Linked DNA regions of Mus musculus: all the other regions are linked to region 2. Evidence: chromatin contacts called from public ChIA-PET and promoter capture Hi-C data. All regions are on one chromosome and are shown on one strand. Each heading gives the region's core, a stretch centred on a gene start, on an enhancer-like site or on the middle of the called end of the contact. The rest is flanking DNA. Distances are from core to core; before and after follow the strand shown. Region 1 holds the start of Gpr68 (G protein-coupled receptor 68). Region 2 holds the start of Rps6ka5 (ribosomal protein S6 kinase, polypeptide 5). Region 3 overlaps Ttc7b (tetratricopeptide repeat domain 7B).

Region 1 (4,215 bases), core at 815-3,314, 170 kb before region 2:
CATTGCTGTGTGCAGAGTCTTGAGCTGAGAAGGCGACCCTTGGTTTAACTCATGTGACATGACCGACCCTCTCTTAGGTAGTGTCCCCATCTTCAGGCAGGGAAAGGCTCACAAAATGGTAAAAGACTGAGCGAAGGTCACCCTGTCAGTATGAAGGGCTGGAATTTAAAGCCAGGTGCTCTGGCTTTCTAACCCGAACTCTTAGCTATATTCAGAATGACAATTTAAACAAAAAGAAAGGCAGGGGTGGAGGAATCGGGGAGGGGGGGTGGTGTGGGGAGGTGGAGGTGAAGTGGTGTGTGTGTGTGGGTGGGGAGGTGACAGACATGTAGGTAATCCCTGGGGCTCTCTAGCCAACCAGTCTAGAAGGTGGTGAGCTTTGAACTCAGGGAAAGACCTTGTCTCAAAAAACCAGGCGGGGTGCCCTCCACACACAGAAGTACATGCATGTATGCACACCACACACAAGATTTACAACGTTCACTACACTCACACATACGAATACAAATTAGGAAAAAAAAAAAACAACGATGAACATTTTCAGGCACAGATAGTTTATTCTGGAAAATTCCATTTGTGAACATTTTTCAAAAAGGAGGGACTTCACAATGGGAACCAGAGAGCAGGCTGAGCCAGTCTCTGTCAGCACCAGAAGAGAAACACCCCCCACCCCACCCCCGCTATTTTGGCTGCTCTTGTACCTTCTGCCTTCTGTGAAAAGTCCCACCTAGAGCAGTAGTTCTCAGCCTGTGTGTCTCCACCCCTATAGGATTGAGTGACCTTTTCACAGGGGTCATCTCAGACCATTGGGGAAAACACAGATATTTACATTATGATTCGTACAGTCGCAAAATTACAGTCATGAAGTATCAATGAAAATAATTTTATGATTGGGGGGTAGGTCACAGCATTAGGAAGGTTGAGAACTACTGACCTAAAGACTACATCCTAGCACCCTGAGCTACCCAAAGGGCTTGGCAGCCACTGACATAGATCTACTCTGTCCCTCTCTAGTCTACACCTCGGTTTGCACTCCATCTCTACCCTGTCTCCCTGTCTCAGACTTGAGCTTTGCAGACCCCCCACCAACCGGTTCAGACATTTATTTCATAGATTCAAGCATGGGTCTCGCAGACAGGCAACTGCATGCCAGCAATCCTACCAGGCAGTGTGAAGACCTCTGGGAAGTGTATCAGTGAAGTCACCAGCCCAAACTGGGAAAGTTCAGAAAATGAGAGGCAGAGGCAAAGGGTCTTGGGGGTGGGGGGTGGGGGGCGGGGGGTGGGGGTGGGGGTAAGACCCACAGGAGCCCAGGTATGCACTTGTGAGAGACCTAGATACAAGGTGGCATAGGGTGGGATGTAGATTTGAATCTCAAAGGCTTCATTAAGTAAGTGGGTGGCCTCGGGCAAGCTATTTGTCCTCTCGTGCCTCAATTTCTCTCCATTATAAATGGGAAAAATAGTAGCACTTGCCTCGTAGAGTTAATCAAATCAACACGTTTAGGTGCGTATAACAAGGCAAACTGTGACTATTTGCTATTAGTGTTTAGGGCAGTATGTAGGGCAGAGGACAGTAAGTTTTCCTTGATGTTTCCATAAAACCAGAGAAGGTCATTCATTATGTCCTTGACTATACCCGCTGGCTCTGGGACAGGGTCTGGGATCCAGAGGCTAAGCCCCAAGCTTCCAGCAGGTAGAGAAAGGCCCAGAACTGTGACACCCACCTCATTTAATGAGTGGATACGTTAGAGACCGAAGATGAACGCAGAAAGGCTCTCTACCTTCCTCCCAGCTTCCCACGTTGGGTTTCAGCGTCCCTGGGAGCGCCTGTGGCTGAAGAAGTCCCCTAGTGCTTCAGCAGCTTGGCTTCTTCCGCAGAGCCAGTCTCTAGGTCAGGATGCTAGCAGGGAGGGGGATGGGGGTGCTGCACCTCCGGGACCGGCGAGCGCTCAGGCCACCTCGGCCCTTCTAGCAGGCGCCTCATCTGTGGCTTGCGGTCAGTGTGAGCTGCAGGGCGTGGACCGACAGGTCTGGCTGTGCCTGACTAGGGTTGGGAGCGGGAGGAATCTCGCACAACGTGGCCCAGAGTGGCTAGGAGAAAGGGACCTGCGTGCCTTGCAGGAGTCCCCAGCCTTTCCAGGAGGCGCACGCACTGCACCAGAGGACATCAGGCCCGCGTCCCAGACTGTCGCTGCACAGGTATGTGTTCCCGCGAGCCAGGCTCCTTCCTTTTGCCATGGTTACTGGTCGCTGGCTTACCAGGGTCGGGAGAAGCGAGGTCTGCTGGGTTCTGAGTCCTGCTCCGGAGCGCAGGGTCGGGTGTGCTTGCGCTCCGGGCCGGCCAGCAAAGGATGCGGGAGCGGCGGCACAAGAGGCGGGCACACCCCCAAACACCACCGTATGCGTGCGGTGAACCCGCAGAATTGACTGTGACCGAAGTCAGCAGGGAATGTCTGCCCTGGAGCGCCAGCGCCCCGGGTCCCTCTCCTGGGTCCAGTGTCTCTTTATGTGGTCGCCACTGGGTTTAGCAGCCGCCCCCGCGGCTGGCTCCGTGGCCACCTGGTAATTTCTTCACCCTCAAAAAAAAGTATGAGACCTCTAACCCTTCATTTACCCAGTTCTGGTGATCTAAAGATTGCATTGGGGTCCTTTTCTATTCACACTCGAGTCTTCGTGGCCCTTCTTCCAACAGGCTCAGAGCTCAAACGCTGAGACCCAAACAATTCTCATGTCCTTACCTTCTGCTCTGGGGGGTAGGGCGGGGAGGGGAGGTTGGGTGGAGCTGGCCCACTGCCAGTCAGCAGGAGCAATAATAACACTTGCTGGTCTGAACGCTTAAATCCCCTCTGGGAATCAAATGTCCGGGAGAAAAAGCTGTGTCCCAGGTCTGGATGAAGGAACAGGTGGACGAAAGCGTGACAGGCGCTAAGGCAGCAAGCCTTCTGGGGTTCAGCACTGGTTTGGTGCCAATGTGCCAGAGGCCTTGGGCATGTCTTGCTGTGAGGGGGTTGGGAAGGATACCTGTGGGTAGATGAATCAACCCTAGAGTTTAATGAGGTGGCATGTGGCAGTCGCTTGCCCTCCCATCTGACACAAATCATATAGTCAAGGCTACGACCTGCTTCATTCTTTTGGCCCCCTGCCTGCATCTCCACCTCTCAACCCAGAGGGAGAGGGGAATTTCCTGAGCTCAGTGGGCTGGGCCGGCTGTATAGGGACCTCTTTCAGTTCCCTGGCCAGTTCCAGAACTTCATGGCTCATTTAAAGCCACTTCTGTTCATTAGAGTTTGGGGCTCCTCTTCCTCTTTTTTTTTTTAAATTTGTTTCTTCACCCTTTCTCTCCTTTCTACTCCCCAGGGGGCTACATGCACGCCATGTGCATTGCTGGTCCGAATGCCCTCCTTTCAAACTTCAGTTGACCCTTCTAAGAAAAGAGACTTGCCTCTAGAGCTCACTCTCTAGTGTAGCGATGAGACCACACACAGGCAAAGCTTGCACCTCCACATAGATGCCAACTCTGAGAATTCCCCTCCCCACCCTCTCTCTGCTGCAGCTTCTTGTTGAAAGGCACACAAAAGGAAGAGATTTATCGGACAGGGACTAGAGTCAGAAGGACTGTTAAGCTGAGATCTCCAGGGGCTTAGCATCCAAATTCCTGTTTCAGCTGGTGGACCCCAGCCAATGTACTTTCCCTCTCTGAACCTTCATATATTGCAGGGAAATAGAGATGACAATACTTACTTGATAGAGTGAATAAAAATAAATAAAATTAAATAACCCTGCAAATGAGTCCAGTACATGGTAGACCCTAAAGTGTTTTGGGAGATAAGAATACTAATGTTCCCACTAGCCACTGTGGCAGAGCAAACCACTTTAAATGTGTGAGCTCCAGCTAGGAGCAGTTGATGGCTTCTGTGGGAGGAAGACTCAGTCTTCTTTAAGGGGGTGACCCATGCGTGATAGGTCAACTCTGATCCACACATAGAAGTGGGGCTCATACTATTCCTATAGATCTGAATGGCTCCTTTTTTTCCCTGGGGAGTAAGCAACAACGTGTGGAATAAATCCAAATCCCGGAAGAGTTAAAATGTATACCTCTGGGTGGCCGAAGAATCAGAATAACTGTTGATAGGGGATAGCAAGATTGAAGAAGGTTGAATTCAAATCCTTCATCAGTTGACAGTATAGTAGTCCCTGCAGCTAATGCTGGAAG
Region 2 (4,142 bases), core at 1,139-3,638:
CACAGCCATTTGTTATTGTCTTTCTGTTTTCTATTGACCACTTTCCAGAAAAATTGAGTAGTTATAAATGAGAGTCTACGGCTCACACAGCCTTGGATTTGCTATCTGTCCTCTAACAGGAAGATAGTTTGCCCATTCTTCATCTAATCCATGTGCAATTTAGAAGATCATTTTTGCATTGTTTATGCTCGTCTTTTCTTTTCTCATTATCACCTACTTCCGCTACAGAAATTAAGCTGTCAGTGCTACACTTGCAATACATTCTTTCCCAGTGAGTCCTCTCTTCCCGTCAGCCTCATGGGATTCGACAAGTTATAAGAGAGTGACTTTGCTGTTCTAACTAGTGTAGGGGACTTCATTACTAAATAACTTCTGTGCCTCAGTGTAACATTTACGATCCCTCATTGTCTTAAGGACACGGTTCATCTTCATTCTCAGTTTGCCCGGATTTGGAACCACCTGGGAGACACACCTGTGGGTGTCTCTTTAATGGCATCTCCAGGGAGGCTTAACAGGGAAGATCCACCCTAGCTGTGCTGGGTGTCCTGGATTTAATAGAAAGGAGACTGCTGAGTACCACAGTTTAGCGCTGTCTGCTTCTGACCACAGACACAACTTGACCAAGTGGTCTCCTGTTCCTCCATCTTCCCGCCTCCATGATACACTCTATCCTTAAAATGTAAGTCACTCCCCGACCCTGCCCAGGTCTTTCTTTTTTCTCTTTTGAGTGTTTTTAAGAAAAGGTTTCTCTGTGTAGCCCTGACTATCCTAGAACTCGATATGTAGACAAGGCTGGCTTTGAATTCACAGAGATCTGCCTGCCTCTGCCTCCTGAGTGCTGGGATTAAAGGTCAGTGCCACCACACCTGTTCTTTCTTTAGAATGCTTCTGTCAGGTGTTTTTGTTTTGTTTTGGGTTTTTTTGTTTTGGTTTTTTTTTTTGTTTGTTTGTTTTGTTTTTTTGTTTTTTTTTTTCCAAGAAGGAAAATAAAGATACACTCATCTTTCCTATACAGCTGTTTCCCTTACACTTCATTTAGCCTACCTGTTACTTAGGTCACCAGCATTTGATCTCCTCTAGACCTAGGCTCACAGCTTACCTCTGTGTGAAATGTCTCCAGTTTTGTCTTACTTGCCCTTTAAATTGGCTATCCAGATTTTCTCCTTGCCCTAAAAGCCTTGAGAATAATCGTTGCCATCTGTGCCATTCTCTAATGCTTAATACTGGTTCACAGTTTTGTTTAAATTCTTTATAGTTTCCTGTGCCTGTATACAAGTTGCCCATCTCTCGAGTTCCGTTAATAGCTTTTCAGGAGCAGAAATTGAATCTTATTTTATGATTCACCACACTCTTTGAGTTTCTTAAACATGAAAAATTGGGATGAGGATGTAGTTTAACTGGTAGACTGCTCGCCTAGCATTCATAAAGCTGGAGAGTTCAATCTCCCGCATGTCATAAGCAAGGCATGGTGGCACATACTGCGAATTCCAGCACTGGGAGGTGGTGCTAGACGTACCAGGGGGTCAAGGCTAGGCTGAGCTACACTCCCCACCTCCACAAGTTATTATTTCAGATTTCTCATCCGGAGCCAGAACCTTGACTTTTTGTGTATAGGAGCTACCTGTATTTAATTTTTAAACGTAATTTAGTTTTGCCTTGTGTGAGCGATACATGCCCTTAATTAAAGCTTGTGTGGAGGTCGGAGGTCAACATGTTAGTTCTTTTTCATTATATGGGAACTGCACTGTGGTTGTCCACGTCTGGCCGCAAGCACTTTTACCCACGGAACCATCTTGCCGGCTCCTACCTGTATTTAAACACAAAATTCATTTAATTTATTTAGTGCTACAGAGAATAGTATCATTCGAAGACATGCCATCTTCCAGACAGTCACACATTTGTGGGCCGTTCCCTAGGACCCTCAGACGCGCGCGAGCGCAAACACGTGGGTGACAAGTGCTTCCCTCCAGGACCCTCCTTTGTCCACTGTGATTGGCGGACCAAGCGGTCCAATCGTCTTTCCCCGCCTCTTTCCGCAGTAGCCAATCAGAGGTCCGGAGCGCCTCCTGACTACTAGATACTGTTTACTAACAGATCGAAGCTGGGAATAAGGGGTGTGACCATTCTGGGGAGGTCAGGAGAGGGAAGGCCTGCCTGCGCGTGCGCACCAAAGCGAGTAGGTGGGGCATTCCGTGGGTCTTGCCAATCGGAGCGTTCGCGCTCCTCCCTCTCCTGCCTCCCCGCCAAGCAACAACAATTCGAGCAGCGGGGCGGGGCGGCTCCTGAAACGTCAGGACTAGCCGCCCAATGGGAACGGGCGCTGGCAGACGCGCGCGCGCTGCGCCCAATAGCGCTGGTGGCTCAGGGCTGTCTCCTGGGCTGGCTGTGGGAGGAGCGGCCTGGAGGAGGAGGTGGAGGCGCAGGGCGCGGGGTTGTGCCGTACTAGCGGTGCCCGCTGAGGGGAGGAGGCGGAGGAGCTGCACGGCCAGAGCGGGAAAGAGACTCGCCTCAGTGTCGGAGTTGTGGCGCTGCGGCAGCTCGGCTCCTGGAGCTGTGGAGAGACGGGGCGTCTGCTGTCCCATCAGGTTCCCCTAAGAGCGACCCGCGCGATCGGAAAGAGGGTGAAGATGGAGGGGGAGGGCGGCGGCAGCGGCGGCGCGGGCACCAGCGGGGACAGCGGCGACGGCGGCGAGCAGCTCCTTACTGTCAAGCACGAGCTGCGGACCGGTGAGCGACCCCGCCCTCTGCTGGCCGGGCCAGCCGCGGAGGCGCGCCTGAGAGCCGGCATGGGTGCGCGCACAGGCCAAAAGGGGCGCGGGCTGGGGGGGACGGGCCCGGGGCGGGGCTTCGCGGGCGGGGAATAGTCCGGGGGTCCTGGGAGGCTCTGGGCACGGAGAGGAAAGTTTGCTCCTGCTGGGCCCCCAGTTTCCGACCCAGCCTGGGAAGATGCCTTTATGCCCCCTTTCCTGCATAGGTGACATATCTGTCACTACACGCTGTCTCGAGGGAAAGGTACTCTTTCCCTCAAGAGGTGAGCTGTGTGGAGCTGTGTGTGATGGAGCTTGAAGCTTGAACTCACTTTACCCTGCACCTCTGCCTGGGATGGTTCAGGTGTGAGGGGAGTGTGTGTGTTTGTGTGTGTATGTATGTCTGTACCATCCCTAAGGGACAGCGATCCTGCGAGAGGGGTATTGGTTCTCGGTTAGTCTCTGGTGAAGGAAAAAGGCTTCGTGGTCCTCTGGAATTAAGTCCTTTCTCTCAGAGTTATCGTGAAGTACTATACTCTCTGAAATTTGCCAGGTCTTTTGGCAAGCAGCCTCTATAAATGTAAAGTTTTGGGTGAAAGGCTTCACTAGGCGACTTAAGTGCTTGCATCCCCTGTGCTGGAGATCAGTAAAGCTCCGTGTGCTAAGCTTTTTACTTTTGCTTTTTCATTGTGTAATTCCGGGGTTTGTTTTGGAAAATTCTTATCTGGACCAATTGGTAAAGTTTGGGTCTCCCCAGCCCCATGGAGTCAGGTCTCCCCTTACACTATCATTTCTGCATGGAGAATGTGTTAGAGTGGATCGATAGTTATTAGTGTCAGTGGTTTTAAGATTTTTGACACTTAAGTCTTTGGCACATTATATTAAGTAGACACAAATGGCAAATGGCAGGTTTCAGGTAGAAAGCGGGTCCACCTTGCTGCTGTTTGGAACAGATTGAAACAGATGGATAAAGTTAACTACAACCCACAATTCTTGATTGCCCATTAGTATCTTTGGTGCCAGTCTTATGACTTAGTATAAGATGTAAATTCATGCCTTCTCATTTATCAGTATAAGCACTGCAGTTTTGATGGTTCTGACTCTATAATGTATCCTGACCCAGTTATTCCATAGTATTTTTGAATTCCTCACATAAACAGTGTAGATTCCCTTGGTTGAGATCTTCACTCCAAATGTTATCAAAAAGTGATGTTTTCAACGGGATTTTAAGCCATTTTTCTCAGTATACATGTATGTAGTGTTAATGCCCAGTTTACACCAGGAGCAGTGTCACATTTTCTAGAGTAAGGATTTTGGTCCACCTCCCCCCCATCTTACATAATGATTCCTTGCTGTAAGTGTGTGGAATCATACAGTACAACAAATGCTGCTTGA
Region 3 (4,691 bases), core at 1,393-3,892, 220 kb after region 2:
AGCACCAAGTGCTCTTAACTGCCGAGTCAACTAACTGTCCAGCACATGGAAGCTCGGCTCTTAATCATCTCTGTGCCAGGTTTCTGGGCTACAGGGCGTTCCTGGGCCAGATGTGAGAACGGTTGTTTGGGTGGTGAGAAAATGAGACCCTGCAGTCTGGGGGACAGTGACAGTGTCATAAACCACCCAGGCTGTGGTTGGATTGCTGGGTAGGCCTGGCAAATACAGCGCAAAGATTTCAAGCAGGATGAGGGTAGGGAGCTGACGGGCTGCCTTAGTCACGTTTCTGTTGCTGTGATTAAGAAACATGATGAAAAAATCAGCTTAAGGGAAAAAGCATTGTTCTTGGCTCACAGTTTGAGGTTGCAGCCCACCATGCTGCAGAAGGCATGGTAGCAGGAGCGGGACACGGATACAGCTCTTCACATCGCAGGAGCACTCCGTAAGCTGAGAGTGAGCAAGTCTGTCTGTCTGTCTGGGCTGTAAAGCTTCAAGCCCCCCACCCCCGCCAGTGACCTACTTCCTGTATTGAGGCTCCACCTCCTAAAGGTCTCACCACCTTCCCAAACATTTCTACCGGCTGAGAACAAGTGTTTAAACACATGAGCCTGTGGGGACAGTCCCCATTCAAAGGACATCGCCTAGTGGACAAAGTCTGTGTTTAGCACTGAAAGCCCCAAGTGTGTTATCAGGTACACAGTGGTGCACAAGTAACGAACAACCTGCCCCTGAGGCTTACTTACCATATCTGGCAAGCAGGGCAGCTGTTGGTGGGGGAAACATTTTTACCAAGGGGAAGGCTCTCTTGGTACAGGGACAGCAGTGGCTTCACTGCCCTGCCTGGTGTCAGGGGTGGGAGGCATGCTATGCTGTGCCTCGATTCTTCAGGTGTGAGGAGCAGAAGCAGCCATCAGGGGAGTGAGGATCATGGTCTGGGGAAGGAAGGTGCCTCAGTCAGTGTTCTGTTGCTGTGAAGAGCCACCATGACCAAGGCAACTCTTGTCAGAGGAAGCATTTACTTGGGGTTGAGTTCATCATCCTGGCAGACGTGGTGCTGGAGCAGTGGTGCGAGCTTTATATCCCGATCCACAGGCAGCAGGCAGAGAGAGAGGGACCCTGGGCCTGACCACCCAGAGACATTCCTCCTAGTCCTTCCAAACACTTCATCAGCTGGGGCTTGGCTTACAGACATAGGAGTCTTTGGGGGCCATTCTCACTCAAACCGCTACAGAAAGTGTTGGGGTCCAGATGCCTGGCTCTTTAGAGGGGCCAAGGGAGCAGGAAGTATGAGGACAGCATCAACAGTGACAGCAAATGTGACAGGGGTTTCATGTGGCGCTACATGTGACAGAGGCCTAGAGCTGAGGACAAATGTGTCAGCTGACTCACAGAACTAAGTGACTACCCATGGCTGGCAGACTCCACATCAACACTGTGAAACCAGCAGGATGTCCGGGAGTTGCCTATACAATGGGAATGCAGATAAATGTTACCACTAGACTGTCAAGTCCTCGAGCTGGACCTTTTGGTTAAGTTTGCTCATTGCCATATCCCAAGTACTACTGCTAGGCACACAGCAGGTACACAGTTAATGATTTATGTACCCTGAGCCCTAATAACAGTGTCAGGTACACAGTGGCGCACAGTTAATGAATACGCCACCCCTGAGGACTTTCGAGACTCATTTACTCTTCAAACACTGAATCTCTGCTGAGGACCACCCATTGCCCTGAGGCCGCAGAGTGACTTCTGAGACCTACTCACGTGTCTAGACTTAGAGTACGGAGATGGAGTAGAAGCTGCTCAGGTCAGGGCTGGGTGTGGAAGTGGGATGAGGGCCATGGCAGCCCACAGGATGGAGTCTGAGACCCTGTCCAAATGCAGGACTGTCTGTGTTGGGTGACTTCCCTGGCTTGCTTGCCTGGGGCTCTGTGTATATTCTGGCTGGTAGTTGCTGTTAGGGACAGTGAACACCCAAGCCCTTTCCTCCCCAGGGCTCCCCAGGGCTGTGGGTATCCAAGGAGTCTTTCCCAGAACACAGGGATAGCTCTGGGTAGCTCTATTGCCCTCTTTAGCCCTTATTTCTGCCTGCCTAAAGACTGCTTACTCTGTCCTGGGAGGCCTGGCTCTCTGGACATGCTGCTCCTCCCTCACCCTTGTGGATCCAAAGGCTTTCCCTCAAGCTCCCTAGTTCCCAGGAGTGGCCAGTTGACAAGGGGCCTTCTGTAGGGCATGCCTAGCCCATGGCCTGCAGCAATTGCAACTTTTTCTCCCTGGCCCAGGCTGAAGGAGTTGACTCTACTAAATCTTGGGCCCAGAAGCCTGGGAATAGGGTCTCTGAAAAGCTATGCAACTTCCCATGGAGTCCCCTGCCTGCCTCTGCCCATTGTCCTGGCACTGAAGTCTTACTAGAAATGGAGAATTCATCAGGCCCAGCCCCTTATCACAGTTCCTTCCCTCTTCACGAGTGTCCTTTGTGCCAGGACTCAGGGTCTCTATCTCTTCACAGGTCATGGTACTTGAGGATGGACCCAACATGGGCTTTGACTCCTCTGGGAGATCCTGTCAACTCTCTCTGGGTGGGTCTGACTTGAGTATGTGGAGCTGGCTTCCTGAGAAGGTCATTTCCTAGACTCTGGGCTAGCCTGATAACATCCTCTGGCCTGTGGTTGCTTCCTGTCCTCAGAGCTCCGGAGAAGGCTAGATCAACCCTAGGCAACTGGTTTACGGGTTTTCTTTTGTTTCTTGAGTTGAGTTTCTCCAGCGGAAGTATGTGTTCACAATCATGTGGTGTGTGAGTATGTGTATTAGAAAGGAAATATGAGCAAGTACAGGGTGAATATGTGACGGTAAATGTGTGTGTGAGCATGTGCATGAGAGTGTATGTTAGAAAGTAAGTGTGAGGGGTTGGAGAGATGGCTCAGCAGTAAAGAGCACTGACTGCTCCTCCAGAAGTCCTGAGTTCAATTCCCAGCAACCATATGGTGGCTCACAACCATCTGTAAAGGGATCTGATGCCCTCTTCTGGTGTGTTTGAAGACAGCTACAGTGTACTCACATACATAAAATAAATAAATCTAATCTAATTAAAAAAAAGAAAGAAAGAAATGACTGTCTGAGCTTCGGCCCTTGTCATTCACTTGGCCACTTCCCGGAAGCAGTGGACCACACCTGCTGGGTTCCTGCTGAGACTTCTCCCCAGAATGCTTTTCCCATAAGTCTCATTTTGGTTTCTGTAGCAGACATGCCCTGATTTTTTTTTTTTTTTCTAGACCTTTCCCCTCAGTTTCTTTTAGGTTTGATCTGGACTTGACTTGAAAACTGAATGTCACTGCAGGTTGAACTTGGCCTCATGCTTCTACTTCTGTAAATGGTGCTCTGGTGCCCCTGCCCACCATGAGGTCTGCAGTAGATGTGTCTTTAATCCCTCTCCCTTTTCACAGGCCCTGTGTCAGAGCTTCTAGTGGCTGCTGTAACAAATTATCCTCAGTTGGACAGTTGTATCCTCTTGGCATTGTGGAGGTGAAGAGTCAGAAAGTGGTTAATCAGGGGTCACTCAGGTGTTAATTCCAGGGTCAATCAAGTGGCGCTCCACAGGTGGCGTGTCTCTCCTCTGCCTGGGTTGTGTAGCTTCTGTGTGTTGTGTGGCTCCTACCCTCTGTTGTGTTAGAAGGCAGCTCGTATCAGGACAGATCACACCAGGCCAGTACAGCTCCACGAGAAGAGGGTTTATTGGGGGGTAGAAGGGGAAGAAGGGGCAACGATGAAGAAGAGAGGGTCAGGGGTCTCTGCCTTTAATTTGGGCCATGACGTAATCACATGCCCTACTGTGCACAGGTAAGGCGGCAGGCAGGTGAAGGGACGACTGGGAATGTAGACAAAAGGCTAACACCCTCTTCTCCGACTTTAGAGTGAACAGTGTAGCCTCCCATCTCTGCTCTGTAGCCACATCTCCTGAATGCAGACCTGTGCTCACACAATTCAGGATAATCCTTCCATCTCCAGGCCCTTCACACTGTCCCATAAAATGCATTCACACCTTCCCGAGATCATGGTGTGGAACTGCTGGGGCCATATTCCCAGCACAGTCCAGGAGCAGGCCTGGTTTGTTTTGCCTCTGGGTTATATTCCCACTTTCTTCCCTCACTCTTGTCTGAGTTGCTGTCTCCTCACTGGGAAAATCTAGTCCTGTTCGGTCCTCTCACTGAGTCCACTTGCCACACAGCAGACGGAGGAGCTCTCAGAAACTCAAGTCAGGGCATGTCATCCACTGCTCACACACCTCCAAGACTTTTGCACTGAGCTTGTCCAAGGGCACAGCTTTCTCTCGGGTCCTAGACCATGCCACCTGACACCTCCCCTCTCTGGAATGCCCTTCTCACAGATCTTTGACTTCCTGACTCTGTTGTCACTATCTCAAGAACCCTTTCCTTGGAGAGTCTCTGCCTGGCTGTGGACACTTGTTCATGTCTCAGAGAATCAGGTTGGAGAGAGAGAAGCAAATGCTGGTTTTCTGCAGACCGTTTCCTCTTGCCTTTTGTAGTATTTGGTTTAGGATACAGACTATAAGGTAGTGCTGCCCATGTTCAGGGAAGGCCTTTCTTCCTCTGGTAAATTTGGTAGAGTAGTCTCACACCTCTGTTAAATGTCCTCATACATATCTCCAGAGGTGTGTCTCCTAGGTGGTTTTA

Evidence for each region. Promoter capture Hi-C pulls out the DNA fragments that hold promoters and counts their contacts. ChIA-PET counts read pairs in DNA pulled down with a chosen protein or histone mark.
Region 1: a contact with region 2 is called in an RNA polymerase II ChIA-PET map of memory CD8 T cells, with 448 read pairs. The contact joins the promoter of Gpr68 here to the promoter of Rps6ka5 in region 2. A contact is called at or near these places in 8 of 39 promoter capture datasets (the 3T3-L1 cell line, the C10 cell line, the HPC-7 cell line and 4 more), 9 of 484 Hi-C or Micro-C datasets (CD4 T cells, bone marrow-derived macrophages, cardiomyocytes and 6 more), 4 of 115 datasets of contacts at active chromatin or transcription factors (CD8 T cells, bone marrow-derived macrophages, effector CD8 T cells and 1 more) and 3 of 9 other capture datasets (adipose tissue, liver and pancreatic islet).
Region 3: a contact with region 2 is called in a promoter capture Hi-C map of macrophages, with 5 read pairs. The contact joins the enhancer-like site here to the promoter of Rps6ka5 in region 2. A contact is called at or near these places in 2 of 39 promoter capture datasets (macrophages and neutrophils), 2 of 484 Hi-C or Micro-C datasets (embryonic stem cells and natural killer cells), 1 of 115 datasets of contacts at active chromatin or transcription factors (effector CD8 T cells) and 2 of 9 other capture datasets (adipose tissue and liver).

The regions. Positions count from the first base shown.
Region 1 is chr12:100,897,229-100,901,443 of GRCm38.p6, reverse strand. Gpr68 (G protein-coupled receptor 68) reads left to right here and starts at 2,064. Exons shown (of 3, transcript NM_001177674.2): 1 at 2,064-2,201. It overlaps Gm36572 (a long non-coding RNA gene), which reads right to left. Exons shown (of 5, transcript XR_381840.4): 2 at 4,098-4,215; 3 at 1,727-3,023.
Region 2 is chr12:100,723,366-100,727,507 of GRCm38.p6, reverse strand. It overlaps Rps6ka5 (ribosomal protein S6 kinase, polypeptide 5), which reads left to right and starts at 2,388. Exons shown (of 17, transcript NM_001330702.1): 1 at 2,388-2,727. The coding sequence starts at 2,628.
Region 3 is chr12:100,506,837-100,511,527 of GRCm38.p6, reverse strand. The region is part of intron 1 of Ttc7b (tetratricopeptide repeat domain 7B); the gene reads left to right. Among named protein-coding and RNA genes, the nearest start is that of Ttc7b, 12 kb to the left of the region's middle. Within about 2 kb of position 2,642, at least 73 of the 459 cell types and tissues checked have an H3K27ac peak or open chromatin away from gene starts, as enhancers often do. A contact at or near this core is called in adipose tissue, effector CD8 T cells, macrophages and 1 more, where this site is marked.